Regions from separate parts of the Mus musculus genome. Here all the other regions are linked to region 1. A link is a contact called in public Hi-C, capture Hi-C and promoter capture Hi-C data. All regions are on one chromosome and are shown on one strand. The core of a region is the stretch at or near the end of the contact, and the rest is flanking DNA. Distances in the headings are between cores, read along the strand shown. Region 1 holds the start of Srbd1 (S1 RNA binding domain 1). Region 2 holds the start of 1110020A21Rik (RIKEN cDNA 1110020A21 gene). Region 3 holds the start of Lrpprc (leucine-rich PPR-motif containing). Region 4 holds the start of Camkmt (calmodulin-lysine N-methyltransferase). Region 5 holds the start of Thada (thyroid adenoma associated). Region 6 holds the start of Slc3a1 (solute carrier family 3, member 1). Region 7 holds the start of Msh6 (mutS homolog 6).

Region 1 (3,106 bases), core at 419-2,918:
GTCGGTCTACATAGTAAGATCCTATGTATAGATAATTAAGTAAATAAATAAGAAGTTGGTGTTTGACACAGTGCTAATTCAAACCAGGTCAGGGGAAAACTTGCCTTCACTCTGTAAACGGAAGAGAGACAACTAGCTGCTCCTCTGAAGTGATTTAACCACAGGCCTTCCTTGGGAGCAAACCCATGTTCTAAGAAAGATTTAAACTACAAAAAAGCCAGTTGGAAAGTTCTACAGAAAGCAAAGGCGGGTTGTCTTCAGTGCATTGAACAAGAGTAGAACATGCAACTGTCCCTAGCCATGACTCAAAACCCACAGTGAAAACATTAACATGTTATTAAGTAAGTCCCAAGCATTTGAGATCAAGTCAATTTATCCTTCAGTCTCCATTTTTTTTTAAAGTTAGGAAGGAAGAAAGGACAGACAGACAAACAGAACAAAAAATGAATGAAAAGAAAGGACACGTGGACAAGAAAAGTGAGTGCTAAAATTTTTAGGACCAAGGTTGAGGGATCTGGGGTTGGGTATACTCTGTCACAAAAGGATCTTTCTAGGTGACCTAGCCCACATGTTAAGATGCACCCAACCCACAAAAATACTGGTGCGCACCAATATTTAAAAGGGGGAAACAGCATTTAAACTTCTAGGGTAGTAGTTCTCAACCTTCCTAATGCTGAGTCTCTTTAAAACAATTCCTCACGTTGTGATGACCCCAACCACATAATTATTTTCGCTGCTGCTTCATAACTGTAATTTTGCTACTGCTGTGAATCGTAAATATCTGATATGTAGGGTATCTGATATTCGACCCCAGTGAAAGGATTATTGTTCAACCCACAGTGGAGAGCCACTGTTCTTGGAGAAAAAAAGAGACAACTCTTAAGGCATCTAAATGTTTCCCTGAGGGGATTTTAAAAAAGATGCTTCACATGTCCACAGACCCTCAAGAGATAAAACAAAACAAAGAACAACAAGCCATCTAGCAGGAGGACAGCAGCTAGCCTTCGCTACGAGAGAACCCTGCTGTGTTTTTATGAATGAGAATCTTGAGACTCCATGGGATGGAACGGTTTGCTCCAACGATAGAGGTGTGAGGCAAAGTCCTACAACTGAGAGCCACGGGTACCAAGGCTCGTCCTGCGCCGCCCTGCGCCTCCCTGGGCACAGGAGAACGTCAAGCTGCCACGTGGGAAGGAAGACTGAGGAAAGTTGCTCAGAGTTCTCAGTCATCCTTTCCCTCCATGGCTCGGTCGCCTCCTCTGTGCCCAGGGCACCTCTGAGGAAGGCGCGTGATCCCGGCGCGCCACGACTGACAGCGATTCCTCCCTCAGCTCCGATTCTTCGGGGTGAAAACAAACAAACAAACAAACAAACAAAGTGGCCCTGGCTTTCTCACGCCTGCCATGCGCGCTACCAGCCGGTTCAGAGGACGCGCTATGGTGACAGTGCTGAGAATGTACAGTGTAGACTGTGTGACAGACCGCTGGTGCTAAAAGACAGAAAATCTTCATTTAAAAAAAATTCTTTCCCACACGAGCACTCATAAATACCGCGGCCGAAAAGCGAAAACGGCCGGCCCGGAAGCATTGCCGCTACGGTGGACACAAAGCTCACCTTCGGGCTTGGCGAATCTGGAGAAGAGAGTTCTGCTGAGGAATCTTCCGGTTCCCGCCGGAAGTTTTTCAAACGCCGGAAGTCCCGCCTTACTTTACTGGAGCCACACTACCGGGGCGGGGCGGGGCGGGGTAGGACAGGGGCCAGGGCGAGGCGGGGCTTGAGCCGGTGCGGTCCAGGGGCGGGGGCGGGGCGGGGGCGGGGCGGGGGCGGGGGCGGGGGCGGGGGCGGGGGCGGGGCGGCGAGGAGAGAGACTGCTCCTCTGGTCCACAGGGAATTTGTGTTTGTCGCTACCCTAGGGGAGGGGCAGAGATTTGGCAAATATGCGTCCGCCTCTATATTTCCACTTTTCTGACAGACCTCTCTTGGACTACTTTACACCCTTTTCACCCATCCTTTCATTTTGTGTTTTGGATTGTTTTTTGTTGTTTTGTTTTTTGAAAAAGACTTACTCTGTAGCCCAGCTCAGTCTGAGTTCGCCACGTTGCCCCCGCTGCGTTGTATTTTTAGGCCACAAAACCTAGCTCGTCCCTTTTCTTTTTCTTTCTCCCTCCACCCTACCACGCTGTGAAAGTGTCTGAAGTTTTCCGCCTTGGCTAAGTCCTTATTCATCCCATGGGAACCTTACTTAACGAGAGACATTAGCTAGAGTCATCAGCCTCTTCCTCCAGTCTCAGGCAGTTTGATAGACTGCCAAGCAGATCCATTTGGAAGCCGAGGCCTCTTAGATACTTCCAAGAAGATTTATGCAAATTGCTTTTTGCCTTTGAACCGGGTTTCCCTGGGTCCCATCTCCAACTGTTAAGATACCCAGAACACTGAAAATAATAGTCACTGGGTCATTAACTCGAGAAAATGCAGCTCTCCCGGAGAATCAGAAACCTTGCCCCATCTCATATTCAGAGTCCCGAAAAGTGCAGTGAGCACAATCCTGGTAAACGAGCCTAGGCACAGTTTCCTTTACATGCAGTGCTGGGTTTTCCTTGTTCAGAGCTGATAAAGCACTCATACTTGTCAAGATGATAAACCAGGTTGGACCCCGGGAGCCCGTGTAAAGAGAACCAACTCCCAGAAAGTTGTCTTCTGACCCAAAAATAGCCTCTACCTTTTGATTAAATTAGGCTTAAATAACCCTTGTCCACAAGGAGACAGGTTTTTGTTTACTTTTTGTTTTGTCTCTTTTGGTCACATCAAATGCCTAAGCTGTTGCACAGTCAGCTCATAGTGAATAGAAAATCAAATTGGATACCCCAAACCGCAGAAAACTCCCATGCTGCTTTCTGAGTTTGGAAAAGTCAAATCTTAAACCCGCTGTGATAACCTGAATCCTACCTTCCCCCTTCCCCCAATCATTCCAGTTTTTAAATCTATAAATCATTCTCCAGAAATTCTTTCCATTTACATCTCTAAATCAGTTCCCAGAGGAAATTAAAAATTACTTATCTCTTTCCTTGCTATCATTTTTATCAGCCCCACGAAACTCACAGAAACA
Region 2 (3,309 bases), core at 607-3,106, 1.2 Mb before region 1:
ATCAGAGAAAGAAATTTTTATGGCTGTCTCCAATTCTCAGTCACTGGGTCTAAGAATTGGTGTGCCAAACCAAACCAAATCAACCAACCAAACAAACAGTCAACTGACCAAACAACCAAAACCAAAACAAAACAAAAAAATCTAGCACCCAAAGACTACTTTTAAAAATTATCTTTCGAAGTTCAATCTCCAGAATCACAATAAATGAAATAAAATTGTATTGTAGTGAGCTTTCTCCCCAGAGTGAGCTCTGGATTTTGTAGGCATGAATGTAGCTTGGAACCTCAGGTGATTCTAATTTTAGGAACCTGTTTGCCCACTATCCTGAAAAAACACCATGTGTGCTGGCTACATTCTAATGACAACTTGACACAAGCTAGAGACATCTGAGAGGAGACAAACTTTCATTCCTAAGAGCTGGCTGTGGGCTAGCCTGTAGAACATTTTCTTAAGTAGTGATTGATGGGGGTGGTGGGGGTGGGTGGGGGCAGCCCATTGTGTGCGATGCCATCCTGAGCTGGTGGTCCTGGATTCTATAAGTGGGCTGAGCGGGCCATGTGAACAAGCTAGTAACCTCTCCATCAACTCTTATCTGCAGGTTTGAGTTCTTGTTCGGCTTCCTTCAGTGATGGGCTACAGTGTAAGTCCAATAAACCCTTTTCTACTCAAGTTGCTTTTTGGTTGCCATGGTGTTTCATGGTCCCAATAGAAACCTTAAGACAGAGTTCTTAAACTTGAAGTTCCAGAGAAATCTGAATTGCAACCAAATGTTTATTTCCGCCAGTTTCACTTTGGAAATTGCTTCAGAAATATGTCCTTCTTTTCAAAGCTGAATTTGCACTCCCTTAGGTCGGTCTAAACCTAAGTTGTCCCAACTAACTTATACCTAAGTATGAATAAGATCGAAAACGTCTTTCAAAGACTTGAGCGAGTTTAAAAACTCTTCAGGTGAGCGCTTAAGTGCCCCATTACACTTTGATCTGGAAGAATTAACCTGGTTCACTTTCTAGCTCAATGTGGTTACTAGATGACCGTTTTCTCCCGGCCTTTGTGAAGCCTTCCGAGTAATCATACCCAGAGGGAGACTCCTTTATGTCATCATTACCCTTTGCAGACGTTCAATGATTACCTACCATTCCCAGTCTGGGACTGCCTGCCTTACTTTTGTATCTCCAGTTCTACCTACCACGCTTAGCAAAATGCAGGTGCTCTTTAAGAGAGGAATGACCTAGTGAATGTCAAGAGCCTAGACAGGAGTTTTAAAAATCAGACTCAGAAACAAAACACGGAACTGCCAAGGGCTGGAAGGCAGGAGGTCGAGGTAAATAAGAAGAACGAACAATCTGAACCATTGCAAAATCATCCCGAAGGGATCTCCTGTCCCATTTTCTCAAGTGGCTTTTCAGCCTTCTCAACTTCCCGCCCACTCTCCCCTGCTGGAGACAGGTCATGCAGGTATCCCAACAATGAGGCTCTGATTGGTCAGAGATGATTTCATTGTTAGGGAACATCCGGGCTCTTTCCCTCCCTGCATCACCTCCCCAGAGCCCTACGCGCCCAGTTTTGCACTCTCGCGTGCGCCCCACCCGTAGTTGAAGCAAAACAACGCCTCTCTCCAGGCCCTTTCTCGAACCTTTCTGAGCTCTTCCTTCACAGCTCTATGCCAAAGAGAGGCGGCCACTTCTTCCAATGAGGGTCTAGGGGCACTTCTCTGGCCAATCAGAAGCCGGCTCTCTCCACTCCGGGTGGGACCAATTTCCACCTATAACTGGACTGCCCGTTGGTTTCTTTATGGTGTTCGTTCTCCGCGAAGTGTAGAGGTCAGAACTGCAGGGTCCGCAGACTCGGGGCTTGGCCATCTACGAATACTAGCCAATCCCTTTTAGGATACTTTTGCGCGTTCATTTAAAAAAAGCCGAAGTGACGGACTTGGAAATTGGTTTCTTGACGGACAAGTAGAGGAAGCCAATAGTCGGAGGATCAGGCCGCCATTTGAACCAATCAGAAAAGGATATCGGTCTTCGAGTTGGGGCGTAATTTGACTGACGGAGGACTCTACCTATGGCTACTAGGGTGGGCAGGTCGGTGACGTCAGGAGTTAGGGCAAGGCGGAGGTGGGGCTGAATAAAGTAAATGGTAATGAAGGGTTGGGCCTCACTGGTGGGCGGTGTGTGATGGATAGTTGACCTTGCCAATTAAGGTGGGCACTGACGCCCAATGAGAAATTAAAGACTCAGAGGCGGGGCCGTGTGGGCGGGGAAAGAGAAGCACAGAAGATACTAGGGGCCAGGTTGGGCGGGAGAACGTAGATTGACAGGCTTCTCAGCAAACCGAGGGCAGCGGTGACACACGCGGCGTCCCAATGGGTGCCCTTGGGGGGCGGAGCCCGAGGAGGGGCGGGGAAAGACGGCGGTGCGGGGAGGGGAGGGGGGTTGCAGAAGGAGCGGAGCGGCCGCTGCTCAATGGCGGAAAAGCCGCTGGTGCTCTGACCGCCTGGTCCCCCCTGGCAGTTGCGGGGGAGTTTCCTGCCGGCGCGGCTGGAGTCTCTGTTTCTCCGTGTCCGGTGGCTGGAAGATGCTCCAGAGAGATCAGGCTGCGGCGGAGGAGGTGGCGGCGGCCGAGTCGGCAGCGGCTCTGGGTTGGAGAGAAGGCGGCGGCGGCGGTGTGAGGGGCCGGACGGTGTAAACAGCTCGGGCGGCGGCGGTGGCCGAGCCCCCGAGGGCGAAGCGGCGGCGGAGGCGGTGTCGCGTCTCGGGAGAAAGCCGGGGGCCGCGGGCGGCTGTGCGGCGGGCGAGCCCGCGAGACCTCCCTTTCTACCTTCGCCCCAGGTAAGGCCGCTTTGCGCCCAGCCGAGTGGGGGAACGGCCGTCCGTCCGTCCAGCCTGCTCTCGGAGCACCGGGCTAGGCCCAGGGCCTGGGCTGCCGCCGCCGCCTCCGCTTGCGCGCGAGGCTTCGCGGGGCGCGGCGCGGCGAGGGAGTAGTTTGCCGGGGCGCGTGGAAGTCCGCTGCTTCCCCTCGCGCCGCGGCGTGCAGGCAGCGCCCATGGGCGCGCGGGCCACCCCAAGGCCGCGGCTCACCCAGTCCTGCCCGCCGCTCCGGAAAACACCTTTCGGTGTGGCTCTCTCTCCCGGTCGCTTTCTGCCCTCCCCTGCGCTCCGCTCTCCTTTCTTGTGAAATCTTTCTGGTTTTTCTGTCTGTGCCTCTCCGGGCCTCCTTCCCCCTCCTGTGCTTTAAACCGTTTGTCTTGCTCCTCTTAGCCAGACTCGGGGGTTCGTGTCTGTGTGTTGCCCACCAACCACGGTCCGAAAA
Region 3 (3,175 bases), core at 233-2,732, 1.4 Mb before region 1:
GCATTTCCTTCATCTATCTAGTTATACGCCGTGCCGGGCTGGCCCGTGAAGACAGTTACTTCTATTACAGTGTTATTATAATATACATCAAGCCCTGTATCTCATGAAATAGTCCTAACCTTATACGGTGTCCACCTGTGTACCTAAAGAAACTTAAGGCCTGGGCTGCTGAGTGATTTGTCCAATAGCCTAATGCAAATAAGCCAAAGCACCCTCAGTCCATGGCTCCCCACTCCAGATCATACTTCCTAAGTCTGTTTGCTAGACCCCAAAGTTCTAGTGTGGGGTGTACAACTGTCAATTTCTTTCCGGTACTAAAACCTAAGCACCCAACCTTCCTTTATCAGTTGTCAAGAATATCTATGTTCTTTAAGTGAACATACTTGTTTCCCTATAACCTCAATCCAGAAAGGCATATACTCACAAAAATACATGACACTAACTAGGAACTTAACTTGTTTTTGCAGTAGGTACATAGATCCCAACAGAGCACCTTGCACGCGTCCTTTAATCCATTCTAGTGTGACAATCTCCAACCCATGACATCTGTGTAAATACTGAAGGAAAATTCCACTCAGCACAACGCAAGCAAAAACCCGAACTGGCCATGATCAAATGTCAAGTTCTAAACTATCCCTAGATCACTAGAACTTCAAACCCCAATCCCAAGAAAAAGAAAATGAAAAACCAAAGCCTCGTAAGACTACAGACTAGCAGGTTACTGGTCACCAGCGTGCGAGAGCACCCAGGAAGGGTACTCCTAAGGAAAGGCACAACGCCTGTCCCCACCTCAGCCCCATCCACTCCCCCAAAGCCATTGAGCTTCACGGGCCTTTCCAAAGCTAGAGCAGGCAGAGACCTCAAGCAGCAAGCCGGAAGCCAGCCATGCCCTCGACCATGACCTTCTCAAGACTCTCAACCTTGTCACCCCAAACCACTGGCAAAGCATGGGGGAGGGGGTGGCCTCATGCCTGAGAAGCCGGGACCACGGAATTGGAGCAAACGAGCAGGACACCAGCCCGTCCACCGCAGCCAGTCAGGAGGAAGGGTCCGGTACTCACCCTGCAGCCGGCCGGCTACCAACAGCCGCGACCCGGACGACGGAGGACAGCCGGCCCGGGACGCCCGCAGGGAGGCGCAGGGACAGCGGGAGGCGCGGGGCCGCCGCGGCCCCGAGCAGCCAACGCGCGGGTCTCAGCAGGGCTGCCATGGCTCAGCGTACCCAAGGCAGGATAGGATGCACGCTCCTGCAGAGGACCTGGAGGAGCACGTGACGACCCGGTCGCCCCTAGTGGGACAAACTAAGGACCGAGGGCGTCCAGCGGAGGAGGAGGCAGATCCCCGCCAAGGCTCACGGGAGAGGCAAGCCGAGTTCGCGGGATACCCTGGATCCGCCTTCTGTTTTACTATACATTGTTTTTTGTCTTCCGTTCACAGTGTCCCTGTTCCCTTGTCCAGCGCCCCGGCTCTCAGCGAGCCTGGCGACAACACCCCTCCACTTTGAAGTTGGTAGAGCCCACTAGAGGTCGGCTCCGCCCATGCGCGCGCAAGGGCTTGTGGGGGGCCAACTAGGAGCGACACCGAGGGTTGCTGGGAAGGGCCGACCGTGCAGATCCCGGGGTGCCTACGACGTTCCAGCCTTGCGCCTCGGTTGCTACCGAGCCGCTGCCCTAGCTGCTCAGTGACGTAGTTCCTGCCGTAGCTCTCAGAAACGGCGGCCAGAGAAAAGCTTGACGAAGAGAACTGGGAGGCTGTGGACCTCCAGGTTAGCTACATGCTATTTGTGTGACTGGGGATGGGGTAGATAAATATACAGAACTCATCCTAAGTGCCTCGCTTCATGAAATCAATGGATTCTAATAAAGGTCGTATAATTTTAAATGTCAAGGTTGAAGTTTCTTTTTCTCAGTGCCCCGCTCCTTCCAGTTAATGCACTAAGCAACTAAGGTAGTGAGTGGTGCAATTGTCTGAGGATAGGTCTGGAGCTAGGAAAACAAGTTCTTGCCCTCACAGAGCTCGCATACTGAAAGGGTTCCCTGTGCACTCGTGTGAACCCGGGAACAGGTTTCCACTCTACTTAGTTATTCCTTGACTGCTACCAAGTGAACAGTCAAATTCTCCCTCTGCAAGTTTTCCCATGTGGCTGTTTCTTCTGCTAGCCAACAAACTTCAGAGTGCCCAGAATGAGAATGCAGCCTCTTTTATGGCGGAAGCTCGTGATCAGTTGAAGACACTTCGTGCTTTGAGCATTTATTGAATGGATATACGTTCAGAGTTAACTTGGCTTAGCTTTCTTTTGGAGAAGCTAATACCGCCCTGCAAGATGAAGTTACTCTGAGTTACTATAGAGCACTATGATAGAATATAATTCATTCTCTCATTCAGCATTAGTACTATTTATTGAGCACATATTTTGTGTCAGGCACTATTTGGAATGCTGGGAATACAACATGGGGGGGGGGATCTCAATTTAGACAAAATTCCGTACATCTAAAGAAACATAAGAATTGTGATATAAATAAAAGATTAAGGTAGGTTACGGTCTGTGGTGATTAATCTTGATAGGATTTACTATCACCTTGGAAACCAGACTTTAAGCCAGTGAGGGAGTTTTTACATTGGATTAGTTGAAGTGGCAAGACCCACCCTGAATGTGAATGACACCACTGGGTCCCACTGAGTGTAGGTGTGACGCAAAATCATTTGCTTTTTTAAAAAAATATATTTATTTTATTATGTGTATGAGTGTTTTGCCTGCATGTATGTGTGTAACCACAAGTGTGCCTGGTGCCCTTGAAGGTCAGGAGAGGGCTTCAGATGTCCTGGGAGTGCAGTTAGAGACAGATACAAGCTGCTGTGGTGGTTGCTGGGAAACGAACCTACCAGCAGAATGCAGAGAGTCCAGGCATTTGCCACACCCAAGGAAGGCTAGGGCTCTGGATGCAAATGTGAAACGAGGTTGGTGGAAGTAATTATGATGATGGACTTTCTAAGGGTTTACTCCTAAAACTCTACTCCTCGGTTGTGAAGTGTGCTCTTAATTGTCAGCATGATGGAACTCAGAATCAGTCGCCTTGGGGACGGGCTTTTGGGAAGCCTCCTTGGTGTTAGGGTTTTAGGTGAGAAACCCACCCTGAGTATGTCTGTGAATGTGTGTGTGTGTGGGTGTGTGTGT
Region 4 (3,126 bases), core at 572-3,071, 1.1 Mb before region 1:
ACGTCATCTGTAAAGTCAGTTTTCCTAGGGACAAGCTAAGCAGCAGTGACTCTGGAGAACGTATGGACAAACTAAAACAAAACAAAACAAAACAAAACAGAAAACAAACAAAATAAAATAATTTGCAAATGAGTAAATGAACTTAATGGGAATCTCAGGTACTCAGAGGGGGTTCAAAAGCAAGATGGCTTTTATCTTACATAATTCTGGGCATATCATTGGGATGTGAAAGACAAATTAGAAAAAGCCTAAACCATGACATAAAAGGGGGATGCTTAGTTGTTGAGTGAGGCGAGGCGCCACATAGTTTTCACCTAGCTGTCTAGTTTAAGCTGCGTGTGCACTCGATGAGTGAGCTAGAGCTGGTCATTGTCCAGGTGGCCCAACTGTGGCTCTGGGGAGCTGGAGACACTCCCCCAACTCACTGATTCAGTGAACCGCCCAACTGACTGGCTCCTCCTCCTAGAGGAGCAATTGGATTTCACCATAAAAGGATAATGAATTAAAAACAACTGTAAGATGCACAAATAAAATGTCGAGTCATTTTTGGTTTCTTCTGGAAGGTAAAGATCATTTTAACTTCCATAACTACAGACCCAGGTTTAGGTCTTGGGCCTTGTACACTAACTGCATCTGGATTCAATTTTTTCACTTGTGGAACAGAAATTAACCATAGCACTTAATCTCTGCGGTTGTAGTTTTGTAACAAAACCAAACAATTTATTTTAAGAACTTAGTCCAAGTACCTGGCACATAGTAACCATTCAACAAAAGGTCGTTAATATTATTAGCATAGGGATAATTTAGCTATGCTAAACACTGTTGAGTGTAAAATGAGAGAAATCTTCTCTAACACGTTCCTTGGTAGCACAGAAACACTGCGTCAGTTTTGCCATAGATCCGACCAGCTATGACGCCCCCTCCCCCCCTTAATCTCTTATGTCGCAGCAAAATAATGGGCCAGTGGAGCAGTAGCCTAGAAGAAAAATGCTTTTAAATCGCTTAGTCTGTCCCCATAGCTCCAACCCATTCATCCACCATCTGCATTGAGAAGACCCTGTGCGAGGATAGGGAGACTGGTGGGGTAAGTAAGCAAATGGGTGCTCCCGGAGCACCTCCTCGTTTCCCGGTGCAACTGTGCATCCCGAACACGTCGTATTCACAGGACGTGAGGGAATGGTACGGGTCAGAACGTACAGAAGAGACAGGGATCAAAAAAGGGACCAGGGAAGTGAGGAATGGCTGGAAGGTGGGCAGAGGAATTAGGAAAGGGGAACCATCAGCAACCCTTCCATACGTACGCAAATCGAAAGACAGCTGGACGAGCGAAGGTAGAGAAGACAAATACGAGAAACCGAAGCTCTCCAGAAGGAGCTGCAGTCACCTCAGCCTTGTCCAGCCGAAGCCAGCCTCCAGCACCCAGCAAGAAAGACAACCTACCTCGCGCCGCCCAGAGCTAGTTTGCAGCACGCCGGTCTACGTAACACCAACCCAGACCGATAGGGAAGCGCATTTCGCCATCTTTATTATGGCCAGTGGTGGGCTTTTTCTCTTCCTGAACTCACTCATCTTAGGAGACAACTGTATTTCGGTTTTCTGGTATTCCGGCGAGCAAGAGACAAAGTGAGGAAAAAAAGAAAACAGCGAGGAAAGCCCTGTCTGCAGCTATTCCACAGTCCCCTCCCACTCCGGCTCGCCCTCACTTAAGATGGCCACCAGAAAAAGTGGTGCAATGAAGCGACGCCGCTGCTTTGGTTGCCAAGGAGACGCTAATACCGGAAATGCGGAATTCGGGGAGGGTGCACGGAAGAGCTGTGGGCCAGAGGCCGGGCGTCACAGGTCCTGACAGGGAAGAAGTTGGCAGGTCCTGACTGGGGAGAGCCGTGGCGGACGCAACCTCCGGGTCCAGTCAGCTCTGGAGATGGAGTCGCAGGTCGCGGCCGCTGGGGCTGCAGAGACTGAGGCAGAGGCGGGCAAGCGTCCCGCGATGGGCAGTGCCAGCCAGGGCTCGCTGGTCTCGGCGCCCAAGGGGGCCGTCCGGTGGCAGCTTCTGCGACAGGTAAGGGCGAGCGCTCGCCTGCCCTGCCTGTGGCCACTCCCCTCGCAGGTAGCAGGCAGCCCGTTTGTCGGGAGCCAAGCGAGAAGCGCCCCCTTGCTCCTTCATCTCCGCTGTCCCGCTGTCCCACCAAAAATGGGAGAGACTCTGGCGGGGCTGGAGAGCGGGACAGCCAGAGCGAGCTCTCAGAAACTCAGAAAATCCTTGTGCTCGCCTGTCTGGTGGGTGGGACCGCCTGTCTTCTCCGTGTGCTGCTCTTCTTTCCCGCCCCCTTTCCATCCTTATTTTATTTTTTGCTTCTTAACTCCCAGCCTGGTCACCTGGGTGCACTTTTTGGTCCCACATCTCTGGAGATCCGTGAGGTTCACTAATGGGATGGGGATTCTGCACGCGTTTCCTGGTTTTGTATATGGGAGAGTAAAGGGAGAGAGGGAAACCTACTGCTTGCTCCTTTTCCCGCCACGTGAAACTAAGTTTGGAGTCATTATTGGGATACTCGCTGCCCAAGGTTTAGCAACGAATCCAGATACTTCAGTCTTCCAAACCGCTCCAGTGAAGGCTGCTGTGTTTATAAGTTTTCTTAGTCATTGTGACTCCTCACAGCAATAGGAAAGTAACTAAGACAGTGGCCGGGGGGCAATGAGTCCTTAGTCTGTTATTTTACTTAGTTATTGCTTTTTAACAACCACATGTCGTATGTCATGCAATGTCTGTGAACCACCTGGTAGTCTCTTGATAAAACCTGAGTGGTTTACGGTTGTGTACCTGGTCTATATACCCATAGTTCTCAGAGTTGGCTGGCATGTTCTCCCAGTTATGGTAGAGTGTATAAGAGCAAGAGGCACATTTCAAATCCCTGCTTACATGATGTCTGTTAATATGCTATGTTACTTAGCTTCTATTATTACTGTGATAAAAATGCTAGGCAATGCAATTTAAGAAAGGAAGGGTATGTATTGGCACACAGTTTGACGGTACAGACTTTAGTAGGAAAAATCAAGGCTCAGGATCCTGGAGCATTGTGTGAGCAGTCAGGAAGAACAGAGCGATGGATGAATATGAGTTAGTTC
Region 5 (3,132 bases), core at 608-3,107, 1.7 Mb before region 1:
ACATACATCTCAAAGTTTCCATGTCCTGATGACAGACAGTCAGCGCAGCAACCTGCATTTCTCTTTTCTTCTTCACACCCATCTTACACAGGATGAACAGCGCTCTGCAAGAAGGAAGAACTTGAGGCAGTGGTCCAGTGGAGAGTTTCTCCTGCAACAACAGTGACATTTGAGGCCACGTGTCTCTTACTGAGGATGGTGGGCTGTGCACCGTAGGGTGCTTAGAGCCTCCCCAGCCTGCACCCCATGAGATGCCAGGATTATCTTACTACCAACAAATTAAGATGACCAATAGATATCTCCCAACAAAGCCACTAGTGAGTGACAATTTCTGAGCTGAGGAGATCTGGTTTGCCAAACAAAATCTGTGGGCTTTTTGTTTAAGGTTTTTTTACTACCTTGAAAATGGGGGGTTTCATTATGTTGTCCTTAAATGAGGTGCTGCTTTGAAGGAGAGATTTCTTTTGTCCCATTTAATAATTAGACATTCTACGAAAGCTTTGAGGATACAGATTCCAGCTTAAGTCAAAGGCAGACCTCCGTGGCCACTGAGGAATGGTCTACCTGCAGACCCTCCCAGGCAGAAAACGACTCAGCATGCGTCACTTAAACTCCTGACATAGCTTCCTTGTTGTCCCTACTTGTCTCTGAAGAATCAAAGCAATCTAACCATGCACTTGCTTATAAACTTCCCAAAGGTTTTCCCTTGCACTAAATAAAATGCATTAGTTACATCCAAATTTGGGTGTATGGCCTGAAAACAATCTGGCCCCAGCTTCCTCTGCCATTCATTTCAGATTTCTTTCACAGCATGTATTACTACCTAAGATTACACTAACTGGCACACCTGTCTATTGCCTGTTTTTCCTAGCACTAAGCTCCATAAAGGTTGCAATGAACTGAATAGTTGTGTTCAGTGTTCCCGTTCTTAACTCCTTAGTCGTTCATGCATGTAGTAAATGCTTTATTAAAATTTCATGAACTAAATCAAGGAATTCTTAATTAACAATTGCTAGAGATATTATAGGAGGGACATATATACTTTTAGAAGGAAGGTGGGCTACCTGGTACCTAAAAGGACATGCTACAGCTAAGTGGCATACCGCTCCAGAAACTGAAGCATTTATAGTCCATTTGGACGGCAAGTCACTACAGCAACGGCAAATGAGCAGTCAAGCAAAAAAGTTAATGAACACAGCCAGACAGAGAGACAACAAGGAAAGGCCTTGAAGTTCTGGGTTAAGTTTAGGGAAATAATTTCCCAAACGAGCAGCCAGCGTGCAAAGTACTGAGAAAGTACTGAGGAAGGAAACTGAGGGGACACTTGTGATTTGAAATGGCAAGTTTGCAGCAGTATTTGATCCCGGAGTCCTAGGGACTACACAGAGATAGACTCGGTGATTCTGCGCGTTCTAAGGGTAAACGTGTGTCCGGGTGAACTGGGCCGGCCCAGAGCCGAAAATCCCGGTTCAGCCTGATGGGCATCTGCCCATAGGTGCCACTTGCTGCTTCCCGCCCATCTACATCTACACCTTCCCGACCGCCTCCCACGTGGAGTCCAAAGACTGACAGAAGGACGGATGAAAACGTGGTTCAAGGGCTGTCTGTCTCCATGGAGACCTCAGCGCCCGGAAGCCACGGCTGGCACCCTCGGGGTGGCCTGCAAGCTGCCCCGGCCGCGCTGTGGCGAAGTCGGTCCCCCGCGCCCGCGTGCCTGGCAGGCAGCGCGCCCGCGAGCCAAACCTCGTGCCCGAGGACGTCTGCAAAGCGTCGCCACCTCTGGACGAGACCCGGAAGCCCGTCAAGTCTACCGCGTCCCTGCGGCTTGTAACGTGGTGCGCGATCCAAAAACCGGTCCCCGGCGAAGGGAGGCAGGGCTGGAAGCTGGCACGGAAATATCGCGAGAGCGGCCGAGTGCCGCTCCTCCAATCAGAAGTGAGGGTGGGTTGTGACGTCATCAAAGAGGGCGTTTGCGAGGGGATTTAGAGAGCCCGCGACTAAACAGTTCTTGATAAGCGAGCCTATGATGGTGACTGCTGGGAATTGCATGCCCCTCACCTCCTTCTGGCTGGCAGAGCAGCAGCCTCCACACCTCTAGGTGTCAGGCCGACATTTCTGTTCCAACCCAGACTTTCTACATTCACTGTGCCCAGCGCAGAGACAGGCAAAATCTACACTCGGGGACGGTTGTGCCAGGGACGGGAACTGAAGCCAAGAGCAACGACTTGAACTCCACTGTCCGAGCCTTAAACGCTGCCTTAAAGGCTGCATCTTTTACACAACTCACAGACTATCTTGCAGTCCAGTCCTTTAAAACTGAGTAAAAATTAGAGACCTATATCACCTTAGTAAGGAGCTGGGACAAGGGACAAGATCACAGAACGGACAAGATGCTGAAAAGGCCGGGATGCTGGCCTGGGCTCTGAGATACATAGTTGGGAAAAACAATGAAAATTAGGTTCATCAGGTGGATGGCTTTTCTATCAAACTTTGTATTTCTTTGTGGTTTTGCCACGTGTATTGTGAGACCCTGACTTAAAGCGTTTCTCCTTGAAAGGTAAAGCCCCTAAAACATTTCCCCAAGCTTGTTTTCCCTGACCTATAAAAATACAGCTAGAAAGAAGCTCTTTGTTCTCTATAGCCAGCAAAAAGCCTTTTTGTTTCTATACTTTACAACCAGAGATGCGATAATTGTAAAAGACCCAGCCAGCACTTGCCTGGCTTCCTGTGCCAAGGACTCAGGGTTAGGGTTAGGGGAAGATAAAAATTCAGAAAGAACTCACTCCCCACTCCTTCTGCCTTGTAAATTTCACCAAGGACACTCCGCCCAACTCTTCCCAACTCCTCAGCTAGCTATTAAAAGCCCCCTACTGTCACTGGGGTCATCGGGGTCGGGTCAAACTCCCCTGACCTGCATGGCGGAAGGAGTTTGTCCTCAGCTAGCTGATAATAAAACCTCTTGCAGTTTGCATCAGTGTGATTTTCTCTCCCGTCTTTGGGGTGCTGGCCAACTTATCCTGGGACTTGAGCGGAGGCCAAGCTTCAGGGGTCTTACAGTATCACTAAACAATAGCTTGGTTGATTTTGTGTCTGTTATCCACCGATTCACATCTTTTGGCATTGCTTTCAGGT
Region 6 (3,433 bases), core at 883-3,382, 1.1 Mb before region 1:
ACCCTTTGTCTCAAGTCAGTGTAGTGTCTGTTTCAAAGTATAGTATGGCTAGCCTCAATTACCCCACAAAATGTCAATGCTCTTGGCACACATTGCCAAATTACTTCGTAGATTTCATTTGTCTAGATAAGTTTCCTTATCTGCAGAATGTGTTGTTAATGTGATTGAGAAACGCTATTTTTTTCTGTGGTATAATAAACCATTCTGTGTGAGATGTCCATTTAAACCATCTCTTCCAAGTTTTCTGCTGACATTTAATGTCTGACCGGGTAGTATGAAGTTCCACGATATGCACATCTGCGTAAGATCTGCCAGCATAAACGTTTCATGTTAAAGGTAAGTGCTTTGGTTGCTTGCTTGTTGCAGACATATCCTACGACTTGTGGTTTGCCCTTAGTGGCTCTGCCTTGGTGTAGTAAACTGAAAAGTGTTACTCTAGTGGGCCAAGCAGTGAGCTCACGATTTGTTTTATTGTTAAAAGTGCCCTCCAGGCCAGAGCCCAGCTACTAGTCCAGTTCCCACACATGCTCAAGGACTGTAGTGTGTGCAACCTCAGCCACAGTGTGGGGAGGGTGAACAGGGATATTTCTATGGTGTGTTTATTATTTGACAGATAACAGTATCGAGACATGAAAAGGAGCTCATTCCATTAGCCACCTCTGAATTCAAGGCCAGCCATGTCTGTCTGCTATAGTGACTTCTGAGCTAGCTAGAGATGCATAGTGAGACTTGGTCAAAACAAACAGCAGCACACAACTGCTTCGTTATAAAAGTTTCATGTATAATTAATGATGAGAAACACCATTGCAGGGTATGAGGGGGGTTGACATGTCATGACTGCATTAAACAAGAACACTAAGTTGCTCTACAGAAAACCCTGTAGTATTGGGCACCCAGACAACAGGAAACAACGGGTGCTGCACCTGGGTTCGACCCCAGAACCCAGGCAAAGTGGAAGGAGACATCCAACTTGACAGTGTCCACTGAACCGTCTCTCAACACCGCATCCCCCCCACCCACCCACACACACACAATTTTTTTAATTAAAAAAAAAAGTCTAATCAAAGCTTCCAAGTGTGGCTGATCATCTCATTCCTTGAGACCTGGGGAATCTCTAAGGCCAGCCTTTCAGCAAGTTTCTGGGGACTTGCAAATGTGTCCTACACTTGTCAATGATTAAACAACTGTTACGTGCAAGGATTAAAGACTGTGTGCATGTAGTACAACGCATGAACTTGCAGTGCTCAGCATCCTGCTCCCCCACCTCCTGGAAGTGCTTACAAGAATGTTTGAGCACACATACAGAGCTTAGTCATACACAAGGGCTGTCTGGAGTCAGCCTGGGATAAAATGATGTTGCCTGCCTCCAGAGCCACCTCCGTGGGTCTATAGGAAGACACTTTAAAAAAAAAAGGGGACAGCCAGTTTCTCCTTATTAGTTCAAGATCATTTTTATACCTAGCTAAAGAAAGAACATGATGCTTCAACCATTGTAAAACAGATTTAACACTACCCATTTCTTTAATAATTGGCTCAGTGGCAAATGGTCTGCGTTGTTGTAGGACCACAATTGTCCATCTCGAAAACTCATCAAAATCCCCAGGTGGAATTCTATTCCATTGGCCAACAGTTTCCCACAGTTCCTCTGAAACCCACAAGCACCCGTCTGTTTTCTGCTTCTGTGACTATAGGTTCTTTCTCGAAGGGGAACCACACAATATTTGTCTTGGATGTGTTTTTTTTTTTTTTTCCTCAGCATAATGTCCCCAAAGCCCATCCATCCTGTAGTATGTATCAGACTTGTTTCCCCTTTCAGGGAATAATTTCTGTGCGTTCATTTCACATTGCCCATCTCTCTGGGTCCCCACCATCCTTTGTAGTTTTGTGAATCGCATTACTGTAGGCAGTTGGTACTCACACAAGTAGCATCTTACAGCGTTTGGACCCTGCCTCTTCTCCGCAGTCTCCTCCTTCACATACTGTTACTGTAGATGAGTCAGCCACCCGGTATAAAGATAATTTTTGCACACACACACACACACCCCTCCTCCCGACCCCCTTTATTGAACTTTACGCAATCTTCCTTGGCTGGACAAAGTCCAGCCATGATTATTTATAAACCATTCAAAGCTCATTAACAAAGCACAGCGCTCAGCAAGACACCTTTCTACCTCTGTCCCTGCTGGAAAGCACCAGGAAGAGCTACACAGGGTAGACATGGATGAGGACAAAGGCAAGAGAGACCCCATCCAAATGAGTTTGAAGGGATGCCGAACCAATAACGGGTTTGTCCAAAATGAAGACATTCCGGAGCAGGACCCAGACCCAGGCTCCAGGGACACCCCACAGCCCAACGCCGTGAGTATCCCTGCTCCAGAGGAGCCTCACCTAAAGGCGGTGCGGCCCTATGCAGGGATGCCCAAGGAAGTACTCTTCCAGTTCTCCGGCCAGGCTCGCTACCGGGTGCCCCGAGAGATCCTCTTCTGGCTCACCGTGGTTTCCGTGTTCCTGCTCATTGGAGCCACCATAGCCATCATCGTCATCTCTCCAAAATGCCTTGACTGGTGGCAAGCAGGTCCCATATACCAGATCTACCCGAGGTCTTTTAAGGACAGTGACAAGGATGGGAATGGAGACCTGAAAGGTGCGTGTTCGCCGCTCAGGACCAACTAGTGGAGGGTGGTTTGTGGCCCCATTCTGTGCCTGGCTTGTGTTGTAAGCACATTCCAGGGTGGCTGGCACCCATTTCCTGGGAGTTAATTCAAGCCCCACGCAGCAGAAGTCAGCAAGCCTTGCTCTTGATGCAAGGCTATCTGCTGAAGGCTTTAGAGCCACGGGGTTGTTGAATCTCTCGTCCACTAAACCCATGCACATGTTCACTCGTCGATCCTGAAATTTTGTAGCTCCGTGTTTCATCTGAGACTAGCTCTCCTGGCACAGGCACAGCTTGTAGTCTAGCTGAGAGTTTATTAATAAATACATCGTGTTATATAAATGTGATGTCTGCGGAAGGGGAAGACTCTTCAAGTTTCAATCCTGAGAGAGGAGAGCAAGCTAGAACCAACAGTGTGTTAGTTGTTGCCTAATAATGGATTTCCCACAGCAATAGCCATAGTAGTAGAAGAATAGAACCAAAATTTTGTATTTTTTAAAATTAAACTAAAAGTCCTATATGTAATTTCTTATCCTTATAATTGAATGCTCCATCGGTCATGTTAAGATTGAAACTGCTAGACAGTGGGCGTAAACTGGATTGGCTGGGTCACCGTGGTTTAGGACAGAATAGAGTTGGTTGCTATCCCTCTGCTTGTAATGAGTTCCAGGACATCCTGGACTAAACACACACACACACACACACACAGAGAGAGAGAGAGAGAGAGAGAGAGACAGAGAGAGAGAATATTTTTAAAGGGCGTGCAGTAAGAAGAGATAA
Region 7 (3,421 bases), core at 148-2,647, 1.8 Mb after region 1:
CAAATCTTTTTACCCTTTTACCAAAGTGAAGGTATTGCTAGCCAGAGCTAAGTCCATTCTTACTTAGAGCTGAATTAAGTCTCCCAATTTCTCTCTCTCTCCTTCTTGATTTAGTTGTTTTTTTTGTTTTGGTTTTTTTTTTTTTTTTTTTTTTTTGTGACAGGGTTTCTCCGTGTAACAAACCCTGGCAAGTCTTGTAACTGTAGCCAGGGTTGTCCTTGACCTCAGAGATCCACCTGCTTCTGCCTGGAACAATGGGGTTAAAGGCACACACCTTCGCGCTCAGCTCCAATTTCTTGAATTTGAATAGGAGCTCCAATTTTCGAAAACGCCCTGTAATCAACCTGGCAGGAAGACATTCTGAGGAGAAACACTTGGCTCCCTTTGGCTATCAGGCAATTGAAATAATGGACTCCAAAGAATTGGAATTTCTCCAGGAATTTTTTGGTGGGAAGGGGTAAGACAAAGCTTCGAGTTAGTGTAGAGGAAGAACTTGGTTTCTGGAAAGAGATTTCTCAAGTATCTGAAGCTCGTTGAATCCCCATGTAGGACAGTCTGGAGCAGAGATTATGGTGGGTCAGACCACCTCTTACAAGACCATTCTGGTTCCCGTCGCCCGGTTTAAACCAAAACTTCACGTCAGTACCCCCAAAGATGAACTTCCGGGGGGGGGGGGCTGAACTTTATCTTCCTAATGTGGCCCTTTGAAAAAAAAATCTGTTTTTTTGCTATTTTCTCTATTATTCGACTACTGAGGATGAGTGGGAGTTTAGCTCGTTAGGGTTGCTAGGGCCCAAGCGTTGACGCTCAACATTACCTTAGCAATCTCAGTTTCTAAAATATAAAAAATTCTGCACACTTATGCTAAAGGGCTCAGATAAGACTGGACCTTAACTGCCCATCTCATATAGTAAGGCGTAAACTAGTTGAGGCAGTGACGGGCCAAGGAAAGTTTTGTGGGTAGCTGGTTTTGTGGATAGCTGTTCTTGCACTTGGCATTCACAAGTGCCGCTCTGTACAATGCTCTGCGAACGCACCGTACGTGGCAGACAGCAACAACCAATTTCTCAGCTCCTTTCAGTCCAACCGCAGGACCGCCCGCAGGGCCAGGTGTTTCCGCAGCGAGCTCGACGCGGCTTCTCGCAGGGTGCACCCCGCCGTTCCAGCAACCGCGCAAGCCACTTCCGTCTTCTTGGTGCATACTTGCCCGGGTAGCCACCGCGAGCTCCACTGCTTTGCAAAGGCTCAGTCTCAAGGCCCGCCAACCCGAGCTTGGGGGCTGGGCCCGCCCCGCCCCGCCCATCTACGCCAGGGCACGTCGCGGGCGGGGCCCCGCCCACCGCGCAGGCCGACACGCCTTCGGATTGGCCGCTGGGCTACGGATGCTCGGGTAGGACGCGCCTCCTCCCGACTTTCCCGCCAGCGGCGGCCGCGCGGTGGATGCGATCCTTGTAGGCGCTCGGAGCCGTGGCCCGGTCTGCCCGTCAGCCTTCATCATGTCCCGACAAAGCACCTTGTACAGCTTCTTCCCCAAGTCCCCGGCACTCGGCGACACCAAGAAGGCCGCGGCCGAGGCCTCACGCCAAGGTGCCGCTGCCTCTGGAGCCTCCGCTTCCCGCGGCGGGGATGCGGCCTGGAGCGAGGCTGAACCCGGGTCCCGGTCCGCGGCGGTATCCGCCTCGTCGCCGGAGGCAAAGGATCTCAACGGAGGGCTGCGGAGGGCCTCCTCCTCCGCGCAGGCCGTGCCTCCCAGGTAGCCGGCTCGGTCGGGGCTGCGGCGGCGCGCGGGTCTCCCGGAAGGAGGGGGAGGCTGCTCCGTGCCAGGCGGCGGGAGGAGGGGCGGCCTGCCGGCCCGGGAGAAGCGGGGCCGGTGCCCGGGACTCTCGGGGGACGCTGCGAGCAAGCGAGCGCACTCCCACTGTGGGGGTGGGGAGGCTCGGGAGGCTCGGGGACGGAGACACCCTCCCCCAAAGTGGCCGGAGCGGGAACGGTGGGTGTCCTGCTGCGATCCGCGGCCTGAGGGGGCGGGGCGGATCGGATCGGGCAGGGAGCTCCTCCGGGTGGCGAGCCTACGGTGGGAGGAAACTCGGGTTGCAGGTGGAAGTTTGTAGATAGTGAAAGCGGCGCTCCGGCTTGGGACGACAGTTTTTTTTAACCCACCTTTTCACAGGAGGGAAGAGTGCGGGAGATTTTTCGCAGTTAGTGGGTCTTCGGAGTATTGGGCAAGCCCTGGGCAAGAAGGTTTACTGGGGGAAACTTGCCTGGAGTTGTACTCGCACTTTGTAAATTTGGCTGTCGTTTGTAGGAACGACTAGAGACATTTATTTTATCTATTTATTTTCATTTTTTTTCGAGACAGAGTTTCTCTGTGTAGCCCTGGCTGTCCTGGAACTCAGACATCCACCTGCCTCTGCTGGGATTAAGAAGTGTGCAGCGACTTATTTAAAATGTAAAGAGTTCTTTCTGGAGTCCAGTACTCTGGAGTTTCAGCTTGGGCACCAGGAAGAGCTGGCGTATGCTCCTGGGGCAGAGAAAATGATTTTGGATCTCTAATTTCTTTCCTTCCCTTTGGCTATAAAGGACACAGTTCAGACACAGGTAAACACAGAGGTGTATTTTGCCTCCGTGTATGTATGTGTGCCCATGTGCATGCACGCTGCCTGAGAGAGGCCAGAGGAGGACCTCAGCCTCTGTAGTTAGAGATATTGTGAGCTACTGGGTGGGTGCAGGGAATCAAACCTGGTTCCTATGGAAGAATGCCAGTGCTCTTAACTGCTGAGCAGCTCTCCAGCCCCATTATTTCTATATTTTTTAAAATTACCTGTTAGTGTGTATATGTGTGTATGCATGCTATAGTAGGTTGTGGAAATCAGAGGACAACTTAAGAGTTGGTTCTTCCACCAACCGTCCTGTGGATAAAACTCAGGCCATCCTTTGCGTTATCGCCTAGGCCATATCTTCACTGGTATTTTTTTTTAGACAGGGTTTTGTAGCCCTGGATGTCCTGGAATGCACTCTGTAGATCACCTGTCTCTGGTTCCCAAGTACTGGGATTAAAGGTGTGCGCCACCACGCCTGGATACCCCGACTTATTTATTTTCTTTCTTTCTTTCTTTCTTTCTTTCTTTCTTTCTTTCTTTCTTTCTATCTTTCTTTCTTTCTTTCTTTCATGTGTGTGAGTACACTGTTGCGGTCTTCAAACACATCAGAAGAGGGTATCAGATCCCCACTACAGATGGTTGTGAGCCACCATGTGGTTGCTGGGAATTGAACCCAGGACCTCTGGAAGAGCAGTTAGTGCTCTTAACTGCTGAGCCATCTTTCCAGCCCCGCCTTAACTCTTCTTAAAAAATAATTACACTATTTATGGGGGGTATAGGAGATGGGTATGGGAGATGTGTAAATGGCACAGGGTGTGTAT

The links. Promoter capture Hi-C pulls out the DNA fragments that hold promoters and counts their contacts. Hi-C and Micro-C count contacts between places; a contact is called where the count stands out from the background. Capture Hi-C pulls out chosen DNA fragments and counts their contacts.
Region 2: a capture Hi-C map of macrophages shows a contact between it and region 1, with 5 times the contacts expected there. The contact joins the promoter of 1110020A21Rik here to the promoter of Srbd1 in region 1. A contact is called at or near these places in 5 of 39 promoter capture datasets (cranial neural crest, embryonic stem cells, erythroid cells and 2 more), 5 of 484 Hi-C or Micro-C datasets (LSK cells, Th1 cells, embryonic stem cells and 2 more), 7 of 115 datasets of contacts at active chromatin or transcription factors (astrocytes, embryonic stem cells, extraembryonic endoderm stem cells and 3 more) and 3 of 9 other capture datasets (adipose tissue, liver and macrophages).
Region 3: a contact with region 1 is called in a promoter capture Hi-C map of erythroid cells, with 16 times the contacts expected there. The contact joins the promoter of Lrpprc here to the promoter of Srbd1 in region 1. A contact is called at or near these places in 4 of 39 promoter capture datasets (cranial neural crest, embryonic stem cells, erythroid cells and 1 more), 1 of 484 Hi-C or Micro-C datasets (CD4 T cells), 6 of 115 datasets of contacts at active chromatin or transcription factors (astrocytes, embryonic forebrain, epiblast stem cells and 3 more) and 2 of 9 other capture datasets (adipose tissue and liver).
Region 4: a contact with region 1 is called in a promoter capture Hi-C map of erythroid cells, with 20 times the contacts expected there. The contact joins the promoter of Camkmt here to the promoter of Srbd1 in region 1. A contact is called at or near these places in 5 of 39 promoter capture datasets (the HPC-7 cell line, cranial neural crest, embryonic stem cells and 2 more), 3 of 115 datasets of contacts at active chromatin or transcription factors (astrocytes, embryonic stem cells and pancreatic cancer cells) and 2 of 9 other capture datasets (adipose tissue and liver).
Region 5: a Hi-C map of B cells shows a contact between it and region 1, with 5 read pairs. The contact joins the promoter of Thada here to the promoter of Srbd1 in region 1. A contact is called at or near these places in 2 of 39 promoter capture datasets (the C10 cell line and erythroid cells) and 1 of 484 Hi-C or Micro-C datasets (B cells).
Region 6: a contact with region 1 is called in a capture Hi-C map of macrophages, with 2.9 times the contacts expected there. The contact joins the promoter of Slc3a1 here to the promoter of Srbd1 in region 1. A contact is called at or near these places in 1 of 39 promoter capture datasets (embryonic stem cells), 1 of 484 Hi-C or Micro-C datasets (B cells) and 1 of 9 other capture datasets (macrophages).
Region 7: a contact with region 1 is called in a promoter capture Hi-C map of adipose tissue, with 2.8 times the contacts expected there. The contact joins the promoter of Msh6 here to the promoter of Srbd1 in region 1. A contact is called at or near these places in 1 of 39 promoter capture datasets (erythroid cells), 1 of 484 Hi-C or Micro-C datasets (CD8 T cells) and 2 of 9 other capture datasets (adipose tissue and liver).

The regions. Positions count from the first base shown.
Region 1 is chr17:86,143,507-86,146,612 of GRCm38.p6, forward strand. Srbd1 (S1 RNA binding domain 1) reads right to left here and starts at 1,669. Exons shown (of 21, transcript NM_030133.3): 1 at 1,615-1,669.
Region 2 is chr17:84,955,567-84,958,875 of GRCm38.p6, forward strand. 1110020A21Rik (RIKEN cDNA 1110020A21 gene) reads right to left here and starts at 1,857. Exons shown (of 4, transcript NR_027929.1): 1 at 1,634-1,857. It overlaps Ppm1b (protein phosphatase 1B, magnesium dependent, beta isoform), which reads left to right and starts at 2,435. Exons shown (of 6, transcript NM_001159496.1): 1 at 2,435-2,828.
Region 3 is chr17:84,789,304-84,792,478 of GRCm38.p6, forward strand. It overlaps Lrpprc (leucine-rich PPR-motif containing), which reads right to left and starts at 1,483. Exons shown (of 38, transcript NM_028233.2): 1 at 1,062-1,483. The coding sequence starts at 1,210.
Region 4 is chr17:85,088,805-85,091,930 of GRCm38.p6, forward strand. Camkmt (calmodulin-lysine N-methyltransferase) reads left to right here and starts at 1,822. Exons shown (of 11, transcript NM_028576.3): 1 at 1,822-2,059. The coding sequence starts at 1,922. It overlaps Prepl (prolyl endopeptidase-like), which reads right to left and starts at 1,463. Exons shown (of 15, transcript NM_001163622.1): 1 at 1,302-1,463; 2 at 1-71.
Region 5 is chr17:84,464,351-84,467,482 of GRCm38.p6, forward strand. It overlaps Thada (thyroid adenoma associated), which reads right to left and starts at 1,858. Exons shown (of 38, transcript NM_183021.3): 1 at 1,744-1,858; 2 at 7-151. The coding sequence starts at 82.
Region 6 is chr17:85,026,215-85,029,647 of GRCm38.p6, forward strand. Slc3a1 (solute carrier family 3, member 1) reads left to right here and starts at 2,133. Exons shown (of 10, transcript NM_009205.2): 1 at 2,133-2,644. The coding sequence starts at 2,218.
Region 7 is chr17:87,973,653-87,977,073 of GRCm38.p6, forward strand. It overlaps Msh6 (mutS homolog 6), which reads left to right and starts at 1,398. Exons shown (of 10, transcript NM_010830.2): 1 at 1,398-1,753. The coding sequence starts at 1,497.